Regions from separate parts of the Zea mays genome. Here region 1 is linked to region 2. Evidence: chromatin contacts called from public Hi-C data. All regions are on one chromosome and are shown on one strand. The core of a region is the stretch at or near the end of the contact, and the rest is flanking DNA. Distances in the headings are between cores, read along the strand shown.

Region 1 (5,409 bases), core at 661-3,160, 170 kb after region 2:
GCCAAACAAAGAACTGCTACAGAAAAAATGGAAATGAATTCCAAGAAACGAATTTTACATGAACAAAATGAAAGGTCATATAATGGAATAAATAAATTCACAAAACAATGAGTACATCAGCTGTTCTCCCCCCCCCCCCCCCCACACACACACAATGGAATGCAAACATCTAAGCCGTTTTTTCATTAGCAAATTGTGTTTTATTACATGCCAACCCTGGAGCATAAGACATGTTATAGAAGAATTCTCACATTGAAACAACCCCTTTCCCTTCGAGAGAGCTTACTAGCACAGCATTGTACCTACAAAATTAGGAACAGAGAAAAAAGAAGGGTAATAGATGAATAAGACATGGAATAAGAATAGCAGTGAAAATATTCGAATTTTAAAGTATTAGCAACTCACTGTGACCAGTCAACAGATTTCAAAGCCCCAGTGTTCACAACATTTACAAGACAAATATTTTCCCAAATATCACGAGCTTTCCCATCTGTAAATGCTAAAACCTGATCCATGGCAACACCATGAGTGGCATGGGGTATAAAGTATTGTCAACATCGAAAAAATCAAGAATGGTCACCAATGAAAACAAGTTTCACAAGCTCAAGGGTACAATATCACAACCGAATGGCAAACCCACCAAACTAGTAGGCATTTTGCAACCTGTGGAAAATAGTGTTGCGTGTAAACTCACCTCAACCTCGTAGCCCAGACTCACAAGACTTTTCGCAACAGTTGCAAGCATCAGAGATTGTGCATCTATGTTCATATTTCCAACAGCCTGAAACAACCGGAGCCAAAGGCAACTCTCTATGACATGCATTTTAGCATTATAAAAATTGAATGAATATGCGGCGGTAGACCTGACTAATAAAGAAACAGCAAAACACGCAAACAATACAATATACATGGCATGCATATATCTAGGTAAGCATGTCTGTTTCTCCATCGAATACTAAATTCTGATATACATGACATGCATATATCTAGGTAAGCATGTCTGTTCCTCCATCGAATACTAAACTCTGACCAGCGCGCCGCATTACATTACTAAATCCCAGGAGAGCTCTATTACACCATTAAAAAAACTAGGCATCTTTCAACGTTACCAAAATTCACAGGTGCTGCCGCGAAAATGGTAGTGGAGCACTCACGAGCGCTACTCTGACGGGCGCGAGGCTGGCCCACAGCCGCCGCCCGGATCTCGCGGCCTCGAGCCGGCTCTCGCCGTCGAACGCGCGCAGCGCCAGGCTGGAGGACGAGAACCGCATCGGTCCGGCTTCGCCTCCTTGAAGGCGCGGCGGCGCCTCCCCGTCCCCCTCCGCTGCGTCGCCGTCGCCGATGGGGAGCAGCTGCCAGACCACTAGCAGGGAGGCGGTGAAGAGTGCCACGAGGAGCGCGAAGAAGAGGTGGCTCGGGCGGCAGGGCAGCCCTGGGCGCCGCCGTCTCCGCGCTGCGGCCGCGCCCGCGGAGGCGGCGGCGGTGGAGGAGGAGGACGCTCCCGGGCCCGCGGTGGGGAGATGGTGCGCGGCGTCGGCGTGCGCCCCGCGCCGCCACATTGGAATGCAACCCCGCGGCGGCGGCGATCGGAGCGGAGCGGCAAAGGGCGAGTCGGTCGGGTCCTGCCAGTGAGGGTGAGGAGCTGCTCGTTGTTGCTGACCAGCTGCTGTTACATGGGAGTCGGACGCGTCCCGATGCGAGCCGCGGTCGAGTCGGTCAGGTGGCGCGGCGGGCCCGGACTCGGGAGTGGCGAGGTGGCCCGTGCCGAGGAGGGGAGAAGTGAGGAACTGAGGACTGACGAGGACGCGGGTTGAGATCGGGCAAAGCAACCGCCGCTGCGCCGAAGAAGGTGGCACACGGATGAATGGATCTCTGTGGCGAGGCGACCGAGCCCGAGCTAGAATACCGAGCGGAGCTCAAACGATATTTCCCCGTAGCTAGAGAGTATCTGTAGACTGTAGGATATATCATGTCGGACATGGATACGTACGCCACGCCGTATCTTTCTTTGTGCTACACGAACACAGACGGCGCCATTGGGGTAGTTTCTTTGTGCCGGAGACGGAAACTACTAGAGAAAATTCCCTGAGCGCCATTAAAATCTATACCGAATCCTTATATGCCATCAATTTAGATTTTGGGTTCCTTCAATGCCATCGCCGTTATTGCTACCGTTATATGTTCAACTGGGCCCACTCGTCATAGCCTAACGTCCATGTACCCCTTAATTCTTCTCACCTCACCTCCTCAACGCAACCACACGGTGACGGTGACCCTGCGCTTGGCGCGCGCCAGACAATGCGACGATGGAGAGGTCGATAGGCTCACATCCAGCGCAGTCAGTGTCTGGCGTTAGATGTGAGCCTATCGACCTCTCCATCGTCAAGAGGGCTATATATAGGAAAAACTATTCTAACAGTGTCTAATTTAGTAAAATTTTGTCAAAAACATATATGACATCCTCTCAAATACCTCAAATATATTATACCGTAGTGGACTGCCCTATAATCTAGATTTAGGGCTTTACTGTTAGAGCAGAATATTTTGTTAATATCTTAGATCATATAAATTTATTTATTTTTAAATTATAGGGTGTTTTTATAGATCGCGTTGTTGGAGATGCTCTAAAAAAATACTAGAGTATTTTATTGAGGTGTTTGATTGGTTTCCTAAAACTATATTTCAAAACTATGGTATTCTAGATACTATGATATTTTTAGAGTATTGAAAATTTCACTTTCTACCCAAAAAATTATAGCATAACTTAATTTATAACATTGTATTCAAACTATATCATTGTCAATGACAGTTGAAAAATATAGTTTTAAAAAATATATATTATTGTTAAATAAGCCATACTCTCTCCCTAAGTCCCTAGACAATGGCCCTGTTTAGCACAGCTGCCGCTTGTTGAAAAAGCAGCTTATCTGATAAGCTGGTGAAAAGCAGCTTCTGCTTGTTGGCTGCTTTTAGTGTATTCTAAGAAGCAGCTGAACTGATAAGCTGCTGCAGAAGCTAGCTGTTTGGTAGAACTTCTGCTTAAATTTGTGAAGAAGCTGAAAATAAGTTGTGCCAAACAGGGCCAATACAGAGTGTCATTCTTGTTTTTTCCTGGAAAACATATATTCAATTTTAATAAATATATATATATAATATTTATTTATAATGCATAATTAGTATTATTTGATAAATTGTGAAATATATTTATAATAAACTTATTTAGATATATAAATATTACTTGTATTTTCTAAAACTTTAGTCAAATTCAATAAAAATTGATCAACGTGAAATATAACAACGCGTTTTTTAAAAACCGGGTGCCCGAAAAAGGCCTAAAAGGTCTCCCAAAGACGACCCATTAATCGACCGACCCACCTACCGAGCAACTCGGCGGGGCGGATCTGCCAACCAACCTACCCACCGAACAACCCGGTGGGGCGGACGGACGACCAACCCGCTCACCGAGCAACACTGTCGAGCAACCCAGCGAGGCGGGTTTGCCGACCAACCCACTCGTCGAGGCGGGGTTGTTAATCAACCTGCCTGCCGAGCAACCCGGTAAGGCGGGCCTACCGATCAACCTGTCTACTGAGCAGCCCAGCAAGACGACAGCCGACTCTCGGACGAAAACCTCTACATAGGGGGAAGAGTCGACCTAGCACTATTAAAGCCACGACGGCACGGTGAGACAGATCATCACCGAGCCGTGTCCAGACCACAGTTATCCTAAACGATCGTTTAGACCGTTTAAACGTCGTTTAAATGCTACTCAATAGCTAACTGTTTAGGTTGTTTATGTCGTTTAATCCTATAATTCGTTTTTTAGTCCGTTTAAACGCCCGTGTAGTCCGATTAAACGCTAAACAGAGGATGACCGATTGTTTGTCGTTTAGCGTTTTAGGATAACAGTTGTCCAGACAATGGGAGCAGTACAGAAGGTCTCTATCAAGCACGACGTCGGATACATATACCCGCTGACCAGTAGGATCAGTCAACCTCAGCCGCAGAGACCTCAGCATCGAAGCCTCTATAGTGACCCATACGCTAGAGGGGTCTGTGAAACAATGAGTATAATTATTATTTTCTATTGTTAAATTAGTTTGGAATTAACTAGAAAATGATCATTATATACATATTGTTTGTTTTTGGTCTGGCTCGCGAGCTAAACGAGCCGAACTGACTCTGTGGCTTGTTAGCTTAACGAGCCGAGCCAGCTCGTACTCAAACGAGCCGAGCTGGCTCGATATCCAACCCTACCCCTACATCACCGGCCTTGAGCCCTTCCCAACGCGCCCCGGACTGCCCTACTACGCACCCGACGCTCCCCGCCGGGATTCCCCGCCCTCACCGCCTCCACATGGACTGACATCATGTCATCATCGGTTCACCCGCCCACTTCATCCGCGTTGATCGAGGCCATCGCCACCATCCAAGCGGCCATTGCTGCCTCCCAGGAGCACGAGCGTGCTGCCGACTCTCGCCCTTGAGCGCGAGTGCGCCATGGGCACCGCCTTGACCACTCAGATGGCCACGGCGTAGCGCCTCCTCCTCGGTCTCAGCCCTACCCCACCCCCATCGGTGGCCCCTAAGGCTCCCCACGCCTCCAGACTTGACGCCGACACCATTGTCACCCTCCACATTATGGTCGTCGGGGTCTACAACTCGATCCATCGTGCTCGTTGTGCTTGACCTGGCATCCTCCCACTACCCTCGGTGGCGTGCTCAGGTGATCCTTACGCTCCAGCGGTATGCCCTCGCCGATCACGTCCTCGACGCCCCTGCCACCATACTATCACCCTTATGGATACAGATGGATAGTGTGGTCCTCTCGTGGCTCAACGGCATCATCACCATTGAGCTACAAAACATCATCCGTGACCAGGCGGACATCGCGCGCCAGGTGTGGCTCACTCTCGAGGGCCAGTTCCTCGGGAACCTGGAGGCTCGGGCACTCCACTTGGGGGAAAGTACTGTCGCCAGATGAAGGGCATGGCGGACTCTCTCCACGACCTTGGCGAGCCTATCGTCGACCTTACCTTGGTGTGGAACCTTCTGCGTGGTCTCAGCCCTCCCTACGACCATCTAAAGGCTCTCATCAAGCGGATCGTGCCATTTTCCACCTTCCACATCATGTGCAATGAGCTTCTCCTCGAGGAGCTCACCATAGAGATGAGGAACCCCGCTTCGGCCCTGGTCCTCTACAACGCTCCTTCGGGCAGTCAGGCGCCTTCGGGGGGAGGCAGGCCCCTCGCCCTCCATCGATCGGGACCCCTACCCGCCCTCCACCCATCGTCCCTACAGCCCCTCGTCCTTCTTCCACCGCCGATGGAGGCTGTCGTTCCCACAAGGGCGGGCACGGGAGTGGTGGCTCCACACGAGGTGGTCCCTTCAGGCGGGGTGGTGGCTAGG
Region 2 (5,706 bases), core at 2,097-4,596:
TTTAGAATAAGAAAAACAAGGTCAATAATTTAGAGCATTCAAGCCAAATATATGTACCTGCAGCAATGACTGGTAAATCTAGAACCAAACAGAGAATTCTAGAACCAAACAGAGAAACAGACGGCCTGATTGGTTGCCGACAGCATATGCGCCTGGCTTACATGAGCCTGTACCGGTTGAGTCGCTCATATTTGGCATCTGGACACATGCATGCTAATAAGTGTAAAAAAGCCTTGCCTGCAGCCGCGTGTACAGGTTCCGACAGTGCTGTTCAGCCAACCAATCAAAAGCACAATACCTGCTACAGACATATAAGTATTTCTCCGGTAGTAAGAAGCTAAATGTGTGCATCAATATTTTAAAAGAATTTAGAATAAGAAAAACAAGGTCAATAATTTAGAGCATTCAAGCCAAATATATGTACCTGCAGCAATGACTGGTAAATCTAGAACCAAACAGAGAATTCTAGAACCAAACAGAGAAACAGACGGCCTGATTGGTTGCCGACAGCATCTGCGCCTGGCTTACATGAGCCTGTACCGGTTGAGTCGCTCATATTTGGCATCTGGACACATGCATGCTAATAAGTGTAAAAAAGCCTTGCCTGCAGCCGCGTGTACAGGTTCCGACAGTGCTGTTCAGCCAACCAATCAAAAGCACAAGCCCAGTTAACGCATGCGGGGACCCTGGCGCCAGGGGCTAGGTAACCAATCATGCGAAGAGTGGCTCTGTTCTGATTGCCAAACACAGAATAGAGCCATTCCATACTCAGAATCTGGAATGGAACTATTCCATCCAAATAGACTCTAGAACCAAACACTACCAGCACAAGTTTTATTGCTGCTGACATACATAGCAAGCTTTTCTGATCTGTATATATCGAACATGCTTACATATGCTTCCTCTCTAGTTTTGCATGCCGATCGTGGCTCTGTCCTGCTGCCTAAGCCTCTCTACTGACTGAATTTCTCCTGCCAACATGCATGTGAGACAACACGTCAGAACAAGATCTCGTGCATGATGCATTAACAGATCTACCAAATGATATTTGTAGGGGAACACTCTAAAATCGGTTATTTAAATCCAAAGTCAGCTTTATCCCGACTATCAGCTAGCTATCACAACCCCCAGTCCGTTGAATAGGAATAACATCAAATTTCTTCAGCAAACTATGTGCAGATCGATAACAAGGACCAGTTAGAATGGTAATTCAGGATGCCTAATCTATTATGCAGTTCATGATTTCTAAATGTATCCATGGTCGTCCTACGCAAATTGACGAACACTGCATTTGAGAACATGCTGGTCAGCTGTTGTGCTATTACAAAAAAGGGGCAAACCAAACCCTTTCCATTGAGAATGAAGACAACAACAACACAGGGAATCAATAGATTATAGTGATTTAACCATCTGCATTTAAGATGCCTAATCTAGTATGCAGTTCGTGATTTCTTCGCAGATAGGTACAATCAGGTATCCATGTTCGAATGTGACATCAACCACATCCCACACGAATGCATTAACCAGATCCATGCGTCATACAGCATCAAACCGATGGAGCAGCCGAAACAAGCACCGTGCACGGACGGGATCGGGCGAGCGCGTGATCCAGGAATGGGGACTGAGGGCAGTACCTTGCCGCCCAAGAGGAAGATACCGGCCAGGCCGGCGGTGGCGACGCCGCACCAGATGACGACCGTCGATGAGAGCAGTGACCACTTGCGGTAGATCATCTTTGACCTCCTCGGATCCCTCTCTCGCTCTCCCATCCCTTGGCGTGCGTGCAGGTGCGGCGGCGGCGGCTAGTCCTCGACCTCGATAGAGCTGCTGGACGTGTCACGGATGGAGAAGAGAGAGACAGACGGATTCCACCAAAGAATGGGCCCTTGTAACGAGGCGTATCATGTCGTGGCAATCGGCGGCGGCCCTGCCGGTGCAGGCGAGCGAGCGCAGCACGGTGCCGAGCTCCTCGGCGGAGATGAGCCCGTCCCTGTTGCCGTCGAACACGTCGAACGCCTCCCGCAGGTCCCTCTCCTCCTCCTCCGCACCATCGGCCTCTTCAGCGTCGCCCTCCGCCACCACTGGCACCGGTACCTCCCTCGCCGCTGATGGGGCGGATCCGAGGCCACCTTCCATTGACGGCATGGGAGGAGGCTGGGGCGGAGATCATCGGCCACCTTCCGTGATTGATGGTGGGGCGATCCTCGGCACAAATCTGCGGCAGCACGGACAACAGCCGTGTTTCAGGAAACAAATCAGGAAGCTAAATGATTCTCGGCAGAACCGTGCATGGCGCCGTTGTTGGTAGTATAGATTCCGTTGATGGCGGCCATTGTTGGTAGGAGATCGCGACGCGGATGGCGGTGCGGGTGGGAGTGGGAGGCAGAACCGTGCACCATATCAGTGTGGACGTCTACACTATGTTCTTAATAGTATTAGAGATTATTCCATCTACTAGGTATATGCCGGTGCATTATTATGGAATCAATATGATAAAAAACATTGATATACAAAACACTAATTGTTATTCTACACTTCTGTTGGCATCACTATATAGTTAGGCATGTAAACATCCACTCTTAGTGATGCCAACAGAAGTGTAGAATAACAATTAGTGTTTTTATATATCAATGTATTTTTATCATATTGATTCTGTACCAAACATGGATAGTATCTTATGTTTTTTTGAGGTATGTAAACATTCACTTTTAGTGTTGCTAACAAAAATATAGAATAAGAATTAATGTTTTGCATATCACTGTATTTTATCATAGTGCTTCTGCATCTCAATGTATCTTACTATTACATGGTGACTCTGTAGAAACGCACGGACATACATCTAGTAAAATTTAGAACCCATTAGGACTTATTCGGTTATTTTTAATCCATATGGATTAGAGGGGATTGATACGGATTAGGAGAGATTTTGACTTACTAGGGATTGAAAACCCTTCAATTCCCCTTAATTTATATGGATTGGGGTAGAACCGAACAAGCAGTTGTGTGGTGAAAGCCCGCGTGGAAGTTTTTGAATCCGTTGGAATTCGCGAGGTGGTTTGGGCCCAATATTTAGTAGCCCAGCGTGCGAAATACATATAGGCACCTTCTCTGTCGCCCTAGCTAACTTCCGGGACAGGGATTTATCTGAACAGGGATTGTGTCACTCAGAGGTATAGCGTCAATGTTCTCGCCGGCCGTTCGAACAAGATGGGGAGGTCGGGGAAACAGGGCAGGGCACAAGCAAACAAAGCATGGTACGCGACGGCCATACCCATACGGGACAGGACACAGGACGAGAGAAGAACAGCGCGAGCATGGAGCTGGTCCCATCGGTATCGGCGTCGGCGTCGGCGTGGTCCTCGCATGTTGCAAGAGTCTCATCAATCATCCAGTCTGAGGTCTGAACCGGACTATAAAGATGGCGGCACGAACGCCAGCCAACGCGGCCGGCAAGTAGTAAAAGCTGGCGCCAGGCCAGCTGCCCGCGGGATTCGAGCGCTGAAACCCATGCGCCGTAGCTGCAGCCGTGGTGGCGCGCTGAAACACATGCGCTGCGACCCGCATCCTATGCCAGCGCCTTGCATCCGCACGTGCACCGCTTCGATTCGTTCGGACGGGTGCATGCACATGCACTGCAGTTGCAGCAACTGACAGTTTTTACTGGGAGGGACACGTTACCCGACTGCCCGCCGTCAAAGTCAGGCTACTACTGTTCACCGATCCCAAATGGAAATGCCATTCCACGAGGCAAAACCAGTTCATTGCGGTTGCGGCTGGAGCGAGGGATCACATTGAGCCGCACGCGCAGTTTGGGGCTTCCAGCCTCGAGCTCCATATATGTCCGTTGCGGCTGTGCGCGCTGTAACGCGTGTGTGTACGAGGTTAGATTAGAAGCTCGCGGCAGAAAATTCATAGATTGATTCTCGCCGGTCAAAAGCCACCAAAAATAAACGTATCCTAACAAAAAATAATTTTCTTTTCGATGATTTAGAGAGTATTTGAATAAACTAGAGTTAATAGTTAGTGGTTAAAATTAGTTGAGACATCCAAACATCTTAACTAATAGTTCAATTATTTGCTATTTTTGATAAATTAGTTAATACTTAGTTAGCTAGTTAATTCTACTAATAATTTTTAGTCAACTAATTATTAGTTCTAGTGTATTCAAACACCGGCTAAATAGGTTTACTTTTACTTCCGGTTGTATGCTTTCGTAGAAATTCCAACATCGAAAGTAGAGCTTGTTTTCGTCGGTAGCCGCTCCGCGAAAACCAGGCCTACTATTCTCGAGTATAGCTAGTGCCCGTAGTAGCTTGTTTATTGTTGTGCTCTACTAGTGTACAAAACAAAGCTAGTACTATAGTTATGTAGGGGCTTGCATTGGGTGAAATAATAGAGCTAGTGCAAAGTAGAGTAGTTGATTTTTTTTCCCGTAAACAAGTTCTATATATCAACGACAAGGACAGTTGGTTTTGAATCAGACTAGATCAAAGGGCGCCCCCTATCCAGCACAAAGGGAAAAACATGAGTGCTAAGGATTTGATAATACTACTTAAAAGCTTGAGTGCGAGACAAATAGAGCAACAAAGCAGTGATCAGATCGGACACATAGCGAGGCTAGTTATAATAGTAACATCCAACTTTTTTTGCTAGCTTTGAGACTGTTTGGATCTCTCATTAAATCATGCAGTGCCTATTTGTTATGTTATTATTTTTTATGGTTGCATTCTTATGTTTGGTAATTGTACGACAACCTCTACTATATGTGTGAAAGTGGAAACCCGAAGAAACTTTTGTATGAACACTATTTTCATTACTAGATGAAGCTATGGATGCAGTCGGAACAATACTGCCATCTGAAGATTCAGTCCGAGAGGAGGAAAAAACCTAAATTTCTTGAGATGCAAGAACTTATCAAGTTGACGTATACATATGCGTGCATCTCTTTTATCTCTGTACATATAACATGTAGAGTGTAATAATTAAACGACGTGTTTTTTAACCTCCCATTGTGCCAATGCAGCCAAAGCTTTGGGAAATACAAAACCACTATATTGATCAGTCTCACCCTATATGCCTACTTGTTATTTGTTAGGTGCATTTTATCTTGATCCCCTCTAAGGAATTTTTCACTATCGGACATTCCAATGGCTTTGAAGAATGAAACTTACATGATTGATAGCATCAACACCAGTAGACGTTTTTGTGATGTCTGTACTTTCATGGTTTCCATTTTCTTCAAGTCAAGCAAAGAGATCAGATCATCGCATTTGTTACATAATAGGGAGTAGAAAAGGTCACATGTTAATACCTGGGGTAGGAACTGATCCTCGATGCCTCATTTTTGGCTCAGTAAAAGCTCACTCATAGGTGGTGCAACATTCTTCTTGCAAAGACCACTTTGATAAAGAAACTGTAGTTTTGGCTCTGAAATATGATCAAATAATATTAATAATTATGAACTGAACGATTGCTGCAAACATCTCATGATTTGGGTATGGAATTGTCATTCTAATTTTATGTAAATGTATGCTTCAATAAAAACAAAACTTGAATTGAGGAACCAGATTCAAGAGAAATAAAAGCATTCCTAAAATCTAGAATTAGTTCAGCAATGTTGATAGATAGATAGAGCATCAGCTAACTCAAATAGTATAAAAGTAATTTACTTGATTATTTTTTAGGTCATTATGGTCAACAACTTGA

The links. Hi-C and Micro-C count contacts between places; a contact is called where the count stands out from the background.
Region 1: a Hi-C map of leaf shows a contact between it and region 2, with 6 times the contacts expected there. The contact joins the promoter of LOC103638977 here to the enhancer-like site in region 2. A contact is called at or near these places in 2 of 25 Hi-C or Micro-C datasets (ear and leaf).

Annotation. Positions count from the first base shown.
Region 1 is chr9:123,858,050-123,863,458 of Zm-B73-REFERENCE-NAM-5.0, forward strand. It overlaps LOC103638977, which reads right to left and starts at 1,911. Exons shown (of 14, transcript XM_008661761.2): 1 at 1,155-1,911; 2 at 695-781; 3 at 406-506; 4 at 252-302. The coding sequence starts at 1,559.
Region 2 is chr9:123,691,500-123,697,205 of Zm-B73-REFERENCE-NAM-5.0, forward strand. No RefSeq gene overlaps it. Among protein-coding and RNA genes, the nearest start is that of LOC103638974, 17 kb to the right of the region's middle. Within about 2 kb of position 3,347, at least 17 of the 20 cell types and tissues checked have an H3K27ac peak or open chromatin away from gene starts, as enhancers often do. A contact at or near this core is called in ear and leaf, where this site is marked.